2 separate regions of the Salmo salar genome follow, and region 2 is linked to region 1. A link is a contact called in public Hi-C data. All regions are on one chromosome and are shown on one strand. The core of a region is the stretch at or near the end of the contact, and the rest is flanking DNA. Distances in the headings are between cores, read along the strand shown. Region 1 holds the start of LOC106585191 (ephrin-A5b). Region 2 overlaps LOC106585190 (F-box and leucine-rich repeat protein 17).

Region 1 (5,601 bases), core at 2,627-5,126:
GTGTGTGTGTGTGTGTGTGTGTGTGTGTGTGTGTGTGTGTGTGTGTGTGTGTGTGTGAGACCTGTGTTGGTTTGGGACGGAGCGTAGAATTCCCCTCTGGTATGTTGTGAGTACATGGATTAGACACACTCAATGCTTCCTGTGTGAAGTGATATTGGCGAGAGAGAGAGCTAGAAGAGAGGGAGAGAGAGCAGGAGTAGAGTGAGTAAGACCCGTGTTCAACTCAATTTCTATTCATACAGTCGTGTGTGTGCGGGTTATACACCAAAAGATGATTTCTGACACTTACAATTGTCTGCATAGACCTTGGAAAAACATGGCCAACTACAGTCGTGGCCAAAAGTTTTGAGAATGACACAAATATTAATTTTCACTAAGTCTGCTGCCTCAGTTTGTATGATGGTAATTTGCATATAGTCCAGAATGTTATGAGGAGTGATCAGACAAATTGCAATTAATTGCAAAGTCCCTCTTTGCCATGCAAATGAACTGAATCCCCCAAAAACATTTCCACTGCATTTCAGCCCTGCCACAAAAGGACCAGCTGACATCATGTCAGTGATTCTCTCGTTAACACAGGTGTGAGTGTTGACGAGGACAAGGCTGGAGATCACTCTGTCATGCTGATTTAGTTTGAATAACAGACTGGAAGCTTCAAAAGGAGGGTGGTGCTTGGAATCATTGTTCTTCCTCTGTCAATCATGGTTACCTGCAAGGAAATACGTGCCGTCATCATTGCTATGCACAAAAAGGGCTTCACATGCAAGGATATTGCTGCCAGTAAGATTGCACCTAAAATCAACCATTTATCAGATCATCAAGAACTTCAAGGAGAGAAGTTCAATTGTTGTGAAGAAGGCTTCAGGGTGCCCAAGAAAGTCCAGCAAGCGCCAGGACCGTCTCCTAAATTTGATTCAGCTGCGGGATCGGGGCACCACCAGTACAGAGCTTGCTCAGGAATGGCAGCAGGCAGTTGTGAGTGCATCTGCATGCACAGTGAGGGCAAGACTTTTGGAGGATGGCCTGGTGCCAAGAAGGCAGCAAAGAAGCCACTTCTCTCCAGAAAAAACATCAGGGATAGACTGATATTCTGCAAAAGGTACAGGGATTGGACTGCTGAGGACTGGGGTAAAGTCATTTTCTCTGATGAATCCCCTTTCTGATTGTTTGGGGCATCCGGAAAAAAGCTTGTCTAGAGAAGACAAGGTGAGCGCTACCATCAGTCCTGTGTCATGCCAACAGTAAAGCATCCTGAGACCATTCATGTGTGGGGTTGCTTCTCAGCCAAGGGAGTGGGCTCACTCACAATTTTGCCTAAGAACACAGCCATGAATAAAGAATGGTACCAACACATCCTCCGTGAGCAACTTCTCCCAACCATCCAGGAACAGTTTGGTGACGAACAATGCCTTTTCCAGCATGATGAAGCACCTTGCCATAAGGCAAAAGTGATAACTAAGTGGCTCGGTGAACAAAACATCGGTATTTTGGGTCCGTGGCCAGGAAACTCCCCAGACTTTAATCCCATTGAGAACTTGTGGTCAATCCTCAAGAGGCGGGTGGACAAACAAAACCCCACAAATTCTAACAAACTCCAAGCATTGATTACGCAAGAATGGGCTGCCATCAGTCAGGATGTGGCCCAGAAGTTAATTGACAGCATGCCAGGGCGGATTGCAGAGGTCTTGAAAAAGAAGGGTCAACACTGCAAATATTGACTCTTTGCATCAACTTCATGTAATTGTCAATAAAAGCCTTTGACACTTATGAAATGCTTGTAATTATACTTCAGTATTCCATAGTAACATCTGACAAAAATATCTAAAGACACTGAAGCAGCAAACTTTGTGAAAATTAAGATTTGTGTCATTCTCAAAACTTTTGGCCACGACTGTACTATCACAATGTTCTTTGTTGAAATTGTATTTTTCAACACCAATCAATCAAGTGAAAAAATAAACAATTTTCTTGGAAATGGAGTTCAAGCTCCTTGTTATTTCTCCATGAGAATGTGTGGATGGTCCTGGAAGAAAACTAGGCCTGTAGCAGATAGATGTAATCACAGCCACCCAATGGGACTGCAGGTTAAAGAGGGAGACAGAGAGAATTTCTGGTGTCTGTGTATTGTGTTTGTTTGTGTGAGTTTAAGAGGGGACAGGGTAAATGGCTGTTTCCCTGATAAAGAGAATTGTGGGCAGTAGGGGGTTCTCATACACAGCAGCCCAATCTTCTTTTCATGGACAGACATTAGTGTCTGTGCATTGTTGGTGTATGATTGTGTGTGGAGAGAGCGAGCAAGAGAGAGAGAGAGAGAGAGAGAGACCCAGCAGGAAAGGAATGCAGTTACGGCTGTAAAGTGGCTGTGAAAACGAGTGTTCTTTGACCTCTAGGCTCTCCTCCTCTCCTGGTAGCTGTCAGTGGCCTGAGTTCCAATCTGTGTGTGTTCAGTATACACCAGCTACCAGGACGAGGTCAAAAGGACTATTTTAAAGTATGAGCTGTGACCCATCTAATCTCCTCCCCACCACCATCCCTCCTCTTCTCCTTCTCTCTAGCTCCCCTCCTCCCATTCTTCTCCTGGCCCCTCTATGGCTCAACAGACACCTGTCACACGGTGGTTAAAACGTGGCTAACCCTTTATATCTGTGTAGTTTCAACTATAACTGTTGTGGTAACAATACCTTCTGACGCGTATAGAATTAATAACAGTTAAATATTAATAACAGTTAAATATTGGTGTCTGTTGAGGCTATGGCTCAACAGACACCTGTCACACGGTGGTTAAAACGTGGCTAACCCTTTATATCTGTGTAGTTTCAACTATAACTGTTGTGGTAACAATACCTTCTGACGCGTATAGAATTAATAACAGTTAAATATTAATAACAGTTAAATATTGGTGTCTGTTGAGGCTATGGCTCAACAGACACCTGTCACACGGTGGTTAAAACGTGGCTAACCCTTTATATCTGTGTAGTTTCAACTATAACTGTTGTGGTAACAATACCTTCTGACGCGTATAGAATTAATAAAAGTTAAATATTGAAAGTGTGCCTGCGTTCGCAAGCCACACTAATAAACAGAAGAGTAGCTAATAATTATGTCGACTAATCACCATGCTCGTAGTTCACTCTACTTACCTTATAAAATAAAGGTGCAAGTCTCACTAGCTAACATTTAATATAATGTTTTATACATCTTAAATGTCCTATTGTGTCCTATACTCTCTGTAAAATACATATATAGTATTGCCATAACATGTTTTCATAACCTCTGTAGTCGGACTTCGTTGTGCCAGTTGTACTGTAGGAGTAGCCTTGGTTGATTTTCCTTGTCTCCACTACGGGGCGTCTGGGCGCTGCATCGATACCACACTGCAACAAGTTGGATATCCATCCGCTGTGGAGGGTCATGTCATCATGGAGAAACTCTGGATGAAAAATGTATTGTTGCAGTTTGTTTTTTTTAATCACAAGATAGCTATAGACCCGGGGCTACAGATGTGTGTCAAAAGAACAGGAAATGTGTTGTGCTCGATTCTATTCTGAGTTAATGAGATACAAACACACACACACACCATTATCGGTCCAGATCGTAACTCGAACCTTGGTCTGTGTCCGTTTGCTCGGTAATGAAATAGCCCGCGCGGTGCGTTAATCAGTGTGATCTGACAGGCTATATCTCGGTCCCTGTCCTGAGCTCCTTCTCCCAGTGCAAACGATACTTCCAGCTACCTCATAGTAATTGAATTAGTTCGGTTGGAAGGGGAGGGGCTTTTGCTTTGTTAGTGTGACGCCCATTCAAAATTCAAACCAATGGGACTATCCTCCGTTCGGCTGTAACCGAACCCACTTTCTGGCTGCACCGGGCTGCCTTTGCTCTCACCGTCCCTTTAGTCTCGTCCCGTTGAATCTAAACATCAGGGGAAAGAAGCACATGAATAAAGCGTGTTTTATTTTTTCTCGCCAATGCTTATATATGAAGAGGATGCAGTGGAATGCTGCCATTTGGGTTCCGGGTAAGGAAGCGTCTCTACTGTCACCCAGCAGTAGCGCATGAGAGAGGCTCGGAGGACGAGGACGGACTCCTCCCCACCCCCTTGACACTTCCAAGACAGCGCTGAGAAAGGATAGCTGCCTTTTTCGGCCAGTCTGCGAACGGAGCAGAGACACCGTTACGAAAAAAAGGACTAGACTACAATCGGGGGTTGCCTATATGGCTTTCCAAAGTTCCATCTCTGAAAACGTGGACATTGAAGGACACGAGCTATAGGGGGACATTGGACACATATTGCTCCTTTTCCTTACTCAATTTTGACACCGATCCAGCTCAGCGCATGACCGTACAGAGACTGCTGTAGTCTGTTAGAGGGGACTTCTAACAACTGTTTTATCGTTATTTGTTTGATATCCCTATGTGTATATTTATGTGAACATATTTTGTCTGGCCTAGGAGTAATTTTTACGCATACTGGAACCATCAAACGGATGTCCCATGAACATATTATACAACTGAACCAGACACTGAACCTGAAGAGAGAAGCACTAACCACAGTGACACTCGCATTTGATAACTTCACCTGCTACTGTCGTCAAATTAAGTGTGATTCCAATTGACCAACGAGGCGTCATCTCTGTTGCAGGTTGCGCTATCAAAGCCTCTCGCACCTTGGGGCAGGAGATAGCGATTTTCTGTTGTTGAATTGTCTTGCCTATTTCTGCCATCCATAAACTGCGACAGAGGACAGAAAAGGCACACAAATGTAAACAAGAGAGAGCATCTCTCCTGCTGAAGTGTACCCTAAACTGACTGACGCCGCAGTCACCCCGCATCGAAGAGGAATACGTGCCGAACTTTGCTGTAGTGATGCTGCAAGTGGAGATGGTGCTATTCGTCTTTCTGGTGATATGGATGTGTGTATTCAGCCAGGAACCCAGCTCCAAGGTGGTGGCCGACCGCTATGCCGTCTTCTGGAACCGAACCAACCCCAGGTAGGTGCCACTCAGAGCGGCCAGTGGGGCCGAAGCGAGTCGATGTTCTCCACACGGGCCGCCCAAAACGTTTCGGTGGATAAAATATATAGACCGATGGCGGTGACTTTTATTTAAGGTATAGATTACTGCCTATTGGACACATCACTCAGATGGGTTATATTTCCCAGAAATGTGGGTAGGCTATTGATGCAACAGAACACAACCTGTGCACACCGGGTTGGATTTAGGCTAGCCTATTTGGGATATATGCTACACTGAATTGTATACAATCAACAGTAATCAAACTCGTCAAGTTATCAAATCTGTCATCTTGGCATATAATAAGCCTTCGATGTGTTACCCGAAAAGCGCACTGTTGGGGAGTAAATTCGCGCGTGTTCCAGTACCAGCATTCGGTGTTAACTGAATCTAACCCCCACCTAAGAGTGGGCGCTAGTGCCGGTTTTCTGGATAGACACCGGGTTAAATCATGGAACGTTATTTCATTAGAGTAAGCCTGCTGTTGGCGCATGTAGGATACCGCGTGGATCATTGCGTCGTTTGGACGGCGTACTCGCGTATTTGTAGCCAACTTCTCTCATCTTCGAAGGAGCGGAATTCCACTCCA
Region 2 (5,647 bases), core at 15-2,514, 380 kb before region 1:
TCCTCTCCGTAGAGGATTCTCATTCTCTCACAGCGTTGCCTGCTTGAGTTTCTCTCCCCAACTGTTTTGAGGAATCAAATGCAATAGCTCGATAAGTAATTCCCTTTTCTAATTGGACATTTTTGGACCAGATTAAAGAATTGATTTAATCTCCGTAAGAAGGAAAGTGGGCAAAATTGTGATTTGTTTACAGTTGTCTTGTAGGCCTAGGGAGAAATCTCTATATCTCTAGATCCGAATTTGGCTGCTGGTTTTCATGTTTTCTCCTGTGTTTAGCTCGTAAACATAAATGAACTATTTTACATTTACAGACTTTTTTTAGTGGGAGACTGAGGATAAACATATTTTGACTAAGTCATATGTGCCCTACGGTATCTAGCCTATGACGTTTTTTAATGAGAGGATTTAGTTGACTGCGTTTAAAAACAAGTCTCGTTTCCTAGTGAAATGTTTCTGATCTGCTGTGTGTAGCAGTGTAGGCTTCTCTCAATGAGAATAGGACATGTTCGCTTTCTCTTTATCCTTCTCCTTTTTCTCTCACCTCATTTTTCACTGGACAAATTCATCTTCCTCTGAGGTCATAGTTTAGAAAGCATTGTCAGTTCTTCTCTCTCTTATCCCTGGTCCTTTGCCCTCTCCCTTCTCTCTCTCTCTCTCTCTCTCTCTCTGTCCGTCTGCGGGAGTTGCGTGTACAGTTCCCTCTGTCCTGTGGGGTTAGGAGGCCAGGCACCGCCAGGTCTACTCTGACATCTGAAGCCTTTACGAAACATCTTTTATCACAACGGCCCCCAATTCACTCACTGACAGGTCCTCTCTCTTTCTCTCGCTCGCATGCCTCATCTTTCCCACTGCCTCCCTTTCTCTTTTCCTGCCCCCCCCCCCTTCCCTAATGTAATGTAACAGGATCCTGTCCCTTTCAATCAGTGAGGAATGGAGATGATCCCTCGACTCTGGTGTTCTGTCCTTTTTCCTTTCCTCCTCCTCCCCTCCTTTCTGGCCTTCTTCTAATTGAATAATTAAAAAAGCCGGAGTACTTTTCTGTGCTCTCGCTCGACTCTTACGGTGGTTTCTCTCTTCTTTGGCTCGAGGCTTCCTGCTCTCATCAACATACAGTATCTAGTCTGGAAGTCTTTAACAGTTTAGGGAAAAAAAGTGAATCCTTTCATGAAGGGAGTCTGTCACACTAAGCTGATGAAGTAGACAGTTCTCTTTCAAGCTGGCCTATTTAAAAAAATAAATTAAAAAAAAAACTACATTGGGTGTTGTAGGAGGACTATTCTTCCGCGTGTAGAAGTCGAGGAATAATGACTTCTATGGCCTGTGTGACTGGCTGGAGTCACTGCTCTCACCTTCCGTTTCCCTGTCAGATCTCAGCTAGTTAGCCTGGGCTGGCTGGCTGTGTGTGTTGGCCAATGGAGTCTGTACAGATGCAGAGAATGACTATTTTTGGGCTCCGGTGATTTCTCAGGTGAAGCTCTCATGTTTGGGTCTTTATCTCTCTTCTTTTTTTTTTTTTTGCTCTCTATTTCTCTCTCGCTCTCTTTCCCCCACCCACTCTCTCTCCTTTTCTCTCCCCATCTCCCTGACAGCTCTCTGTGTCCACACAGTACTTAGGTGAACTGGCTGATTTGAACTGCTGAATGTTTCTCTCTGCTAGGCTGCCGTGTGGGAGGAGGAATAGAGAGAACTTTCCAGAAGAAGTTTGTCGGACTAGAAAAGTGTTTTTGTTTTTAAAATGGGATCACCTCACCTGTGTAAGTAGAGAATAAAATGGTGTGTGTTCATACTCTATTTATCTTGTCCATATTTACAGAATCTCTGCCATTGTAGGGATTGTTTGTCTGTTTTCAGACGTTGTTTTGAGCTCTTATTGTTTTGCCTTTCATATTCTGTTTTCTCTCTGTCTGCCTCAGAGGACAAAGACTTATATAATACCAAACTCCTCCTCTTCTCATATTAATGTGTCCTTGGCTAGGAGAGAGACGTCCCCGGAAGTTGAGCTGAGAGTTTTGTCAACACAGACAAAGTATTGTGTAGGCTTATCAGCTCAACAGATCGCACCCCATTCTTCGACATGAATAATTATATTCTATTAGTTCCTCACAATTGCACAGGACTATCGCAATTTTAGAAACGTTTAGCCACATTTTTTTCTCCCTCTTCCTTTGCTTCTCCTTCCTCTCCTTTCCTGGTGGAATAAAAGTGCGTTTCTCCAGCGAGGTGATGACACGGTAACAGTGTTGTTTTGCCAAAACAAAAATCACTGATTTGCATAGTTTATCAAACCAACTCTATGCACAATGACTACTTTTAACAATTTCCACAGAAAATATTACAAAAACACATTTACTCAAAGAACAGTGCAGATGTAGTTTGGTAACAGAATGACGGTAAAATCTCCCTCATTTTATGTGACCACGTTTTTCAAAAATGATATGACACCTTGAGTTTGAAAACATCTAATTTGGTTATTGAACTGCAATAGTGATTCATCACAAAACTATACAAAAACATGTTGGGGATTTTCGATAGTAATCCATAGAATAGTCATTTGGAGGAAGGATTGTTGACATATATTTGACATTTGTATGTAAAAGTAATATAATGAAATGTGCCAAATAAAAAAAGATATATTTTCTATATGCATGTGTATTTTATTATATTCATACATTTATGTCGAAAAAGCTATTGATGTCAAAATACTACTCATATTACACAGCAAGCGGTAAAGCTTCATATGACACCAATATTTTCTTTGTAGCACCTACAGATGAACCATTATGGAGTCTGGAAGGGGGCCTGGGTGAAGCCAAAATGGCATGAATATGCCAACTTTAATTATTTCAAAAATTATGTTTTTAGATACAAATGTCAACAATTCTATCTCCAAAGGACTAGTTGTCTATGGATTGCATTTAGTAAAAATCCCCAAAATCATGGCCTTTTTATGTCTTGGTATCATGAGGAATCACTTAGTAATTGACATGGATTAACACCCGGTAACATGATAATGGTAACAGAATGACATCATGGGTCCCTGATCTGTACTATACTATACTATATGTCATTCTGTTCATGGTGATCCATAAAGAATAGGTACATGCAAAGGTAGAAAAATGTAATATCATAAACGTCATTCACAAGTTTGGACAGTACAGCACAGTAGAGTGCTGTAGAGTTTATTACAGTACAGTAGAGTACACTAGAGTATAATTGACTGTATTGTGCTTTCCAAACTTGTGGAACAGACGTCTATGATTGGCTTAGAATTTGGACTGACCAAATTTCAACTACTTTTCGACGTCCATGGACTTCCGGGGTCGGTCGGTCTTCAATGAGCGAGAGGGCTGGTTACAATAAATGGAAAGAGAGAGGGGCTTATGGTAACAGAATGACAGGTTTTAATCACTTAATAAATCAAATTATCAGTAAAAACACTAACTAATTATTAGGTCTACCTTTTTGCTTCTTACTACTTCAGTGAACTTTCATTATCCTCACGAGGGAGAGAAATTAGCAAATATCTTAAAGTTATGTGGGTTTTAATATTTCTTTAACTTACAGAAGGCAAATATTTTCTGCAAAACTCAATAGAAGTGCTGATATTATATAGTAGAAGGGGTCTTTACTTTAACATTATTGTGTTTTGATGTATTTCTAATACCTTTTTTAAGGCTTTTTCTGCTCAATGTTTTCAAAGACCCCCTTTCCATCTATTTGACCAGAAATCAAGGCTTTGCTTATTCCTCATTTTTTAGGATGGAATATGGTTGAACATTTGATGTACTGTATATACCTTTTTTTAAATCCAAAATATAGAACTCTTAGCTTTCATTTGACATCAAATGTGATATGCTCCTATGAACTTGAACTTCACATGTTAGTGCTCATGGGGCTTTTTCCATGAAAATTCCCAATAGGAACTGTCTGTCTTGGAAACGCTCCTGGGAACATGTCTGTCTGTTATTTATATATATATATATATATATATATATATATATATATATATATATATATATTACAACACACACACACACACACACACACACACACACACAGTTTTGATTAACCACAGTTTTAATTAGCTTAAATGTGTGTATGTGTAATTGGAATTGGAGATGACCTGCAATAGATTACCATGTGCCCTCAATTTAGCTCTAATTACTTGCATATATCCCCCTTTTTTTTCATGTTTCCTCTCCTTTTTCCCTGTCCATCTTGGCTAATCCTCGTCGCCTGGGAGAGGGTGGCGTGTGACGGCTGTGTTTGTGTGAACAGAACTCCGAACGGGGACCACGGAACACTCAGGGTGACGTGGTGTCACAATGACTGGCGTCTGTTTAGCCATTGGTCAGTCACATACACCTCATATCCCTCCCTGATAGGTTGACAGCTTGTGAACATTACGGTGTAATTAAAGCCAGAGAAGTGTTTTTAGAGGACATAATGGGCCAATAACAGTCCAGTGCAGGATGATTAGTCAGTGATCTGTGTATTTATGCTACATCAGATTTAACTAGCTAGAACAAAGGGAGAACCGGGGAACAGGAAGTGGTAACAAGTGCTGTCAGTTATGGGAGACCTGTTCTGACATGACACCCCTCCTGGCTAGTTTAAACACTGGGAGACACATGGGAAATATTGGGCAAGCCAGACGGAATTTTCTCCCTCTCTGAGAAGTTGTCCCGGGAAGTATTTTGGATTGATTAGAGATAAGTAGAACCATCCTGACCTGTGGACGGGAGGAACGCTCTCCACAGCCGTCTTCCCTCCCAAGAGAAAACATTCCAGTGGCGTTCTCCTTTCTGTGGGACATGGAGGATCCGTCTACTTTGGCTTGAGCATGTTGGGATGACACGACACGCTACTGGACCTGAAGTATTACCAAGGACAGGAAGTGACCTGATGGATGTGGGGGTCACAATGGGCGGGGTCTCCTACCCGCGTGAATAGCTGAGAGTTCACCAGCGGCCCAGCTTGTGTCGTGACCCTGCCGTTCAGACTGAGAGCTGGTGTGAGATGACACAGTCATGTTGACGTCATACAAAATCATTATACCCATCGATAATATGTCACTTCATACAAATGATGTACATAATGAGAAACTGCTGTCTATTTTATCTCAACTTTACCATTATTTATAATATTAGTGACTTATTTATTTCTTGGTCTTGAAATTTCGTTACAGCCCTCCTATATATGCAACAGTTGTATTTAGATGTTTTTGTCCGAATGAAATTGTGATATGAAAGGAAGGTTTAGAAATGTTCCTTTGAATCAGTAATAGGAGGAGAGAGAACGGCGTTGTTGTGTTTACGTGTGGTGTTTTTGTTGTTGTTTGGTTAGTGATGTGTTGTCAATTTTAATTTGTAATTAAAAAAAAAAAAATGACATTATCCACATGCATCCATTCCAGACCATAGATGAGATTACCGTAGCCTTCTCCCATATAGACGTTACATGATTTGTGCTGCAATGTGCCTAGTCTCTCTGTTCTTCATCTCTTGTCTCGCTTTCTTTCGCTCTTTCCTCTCGGCTCTTCCTTTCTTCTGCCTCTGTCTCCCCCACCCTCTCGCTGTGATTGTCCATCTGTGAGGTAACCACCAGTTAGAGCTGCTGTGTTTCTGAGCTGTAGGGATGCTGGTCC

Evidence for each region. Hi-C and Micro-C count contacts between places; a contact is called where the count stands out from the background.
Region 2: a contact with region 1 is called in a Hi-C map of gill, with 4 times the contacts expected there. The contact joins the enhancer-like site here to the promoter of LOC106585191 in region 1. A contact is called at or near these places in 2 of 3 Hi-C or Micro-C datasets (gill and muscle).

Annotation. Positions count from the first base shown.
Region 1 is chrssa24:6,278,894-6,284,494 of Ssal_v3.1, reverse strand. It overlaps LOC106585191 (ephrin-A5b), which reads left to right and starts at 3,876. Exons shown (of 4, transcript XM_014171127.2): 1 at 3,876-4,991. The coding sequence starts at 4,867. It overlaps LOC106585192 (a long non-coding RNA gene), which reads right to left and starts at 3,744. Exons shown (of 3, transcript XR_001323918.2): 1 at 3,578-3,744; 2 at 3,272-3,430.
Region 2 is chrssa24:6,660,773-6,666,419 of Ssal_v3.1, reverse strand. All of the region lies in intron 6 of LOC106585190 (F-box and leucine-rich repeat protein 17), which reads left to right. Among protein-coding and RNA genes, the nearest start is that of LOC106585190, 12 kb to the left of the region's middle. Within about 2 kb of position 1,264, at least 1 of the 13 cell types and tissues checked has an H3K27ac peak or open chromatin away from gene starts, as enhancers often do. A contact at or near this core is called in gill, where this site is marked.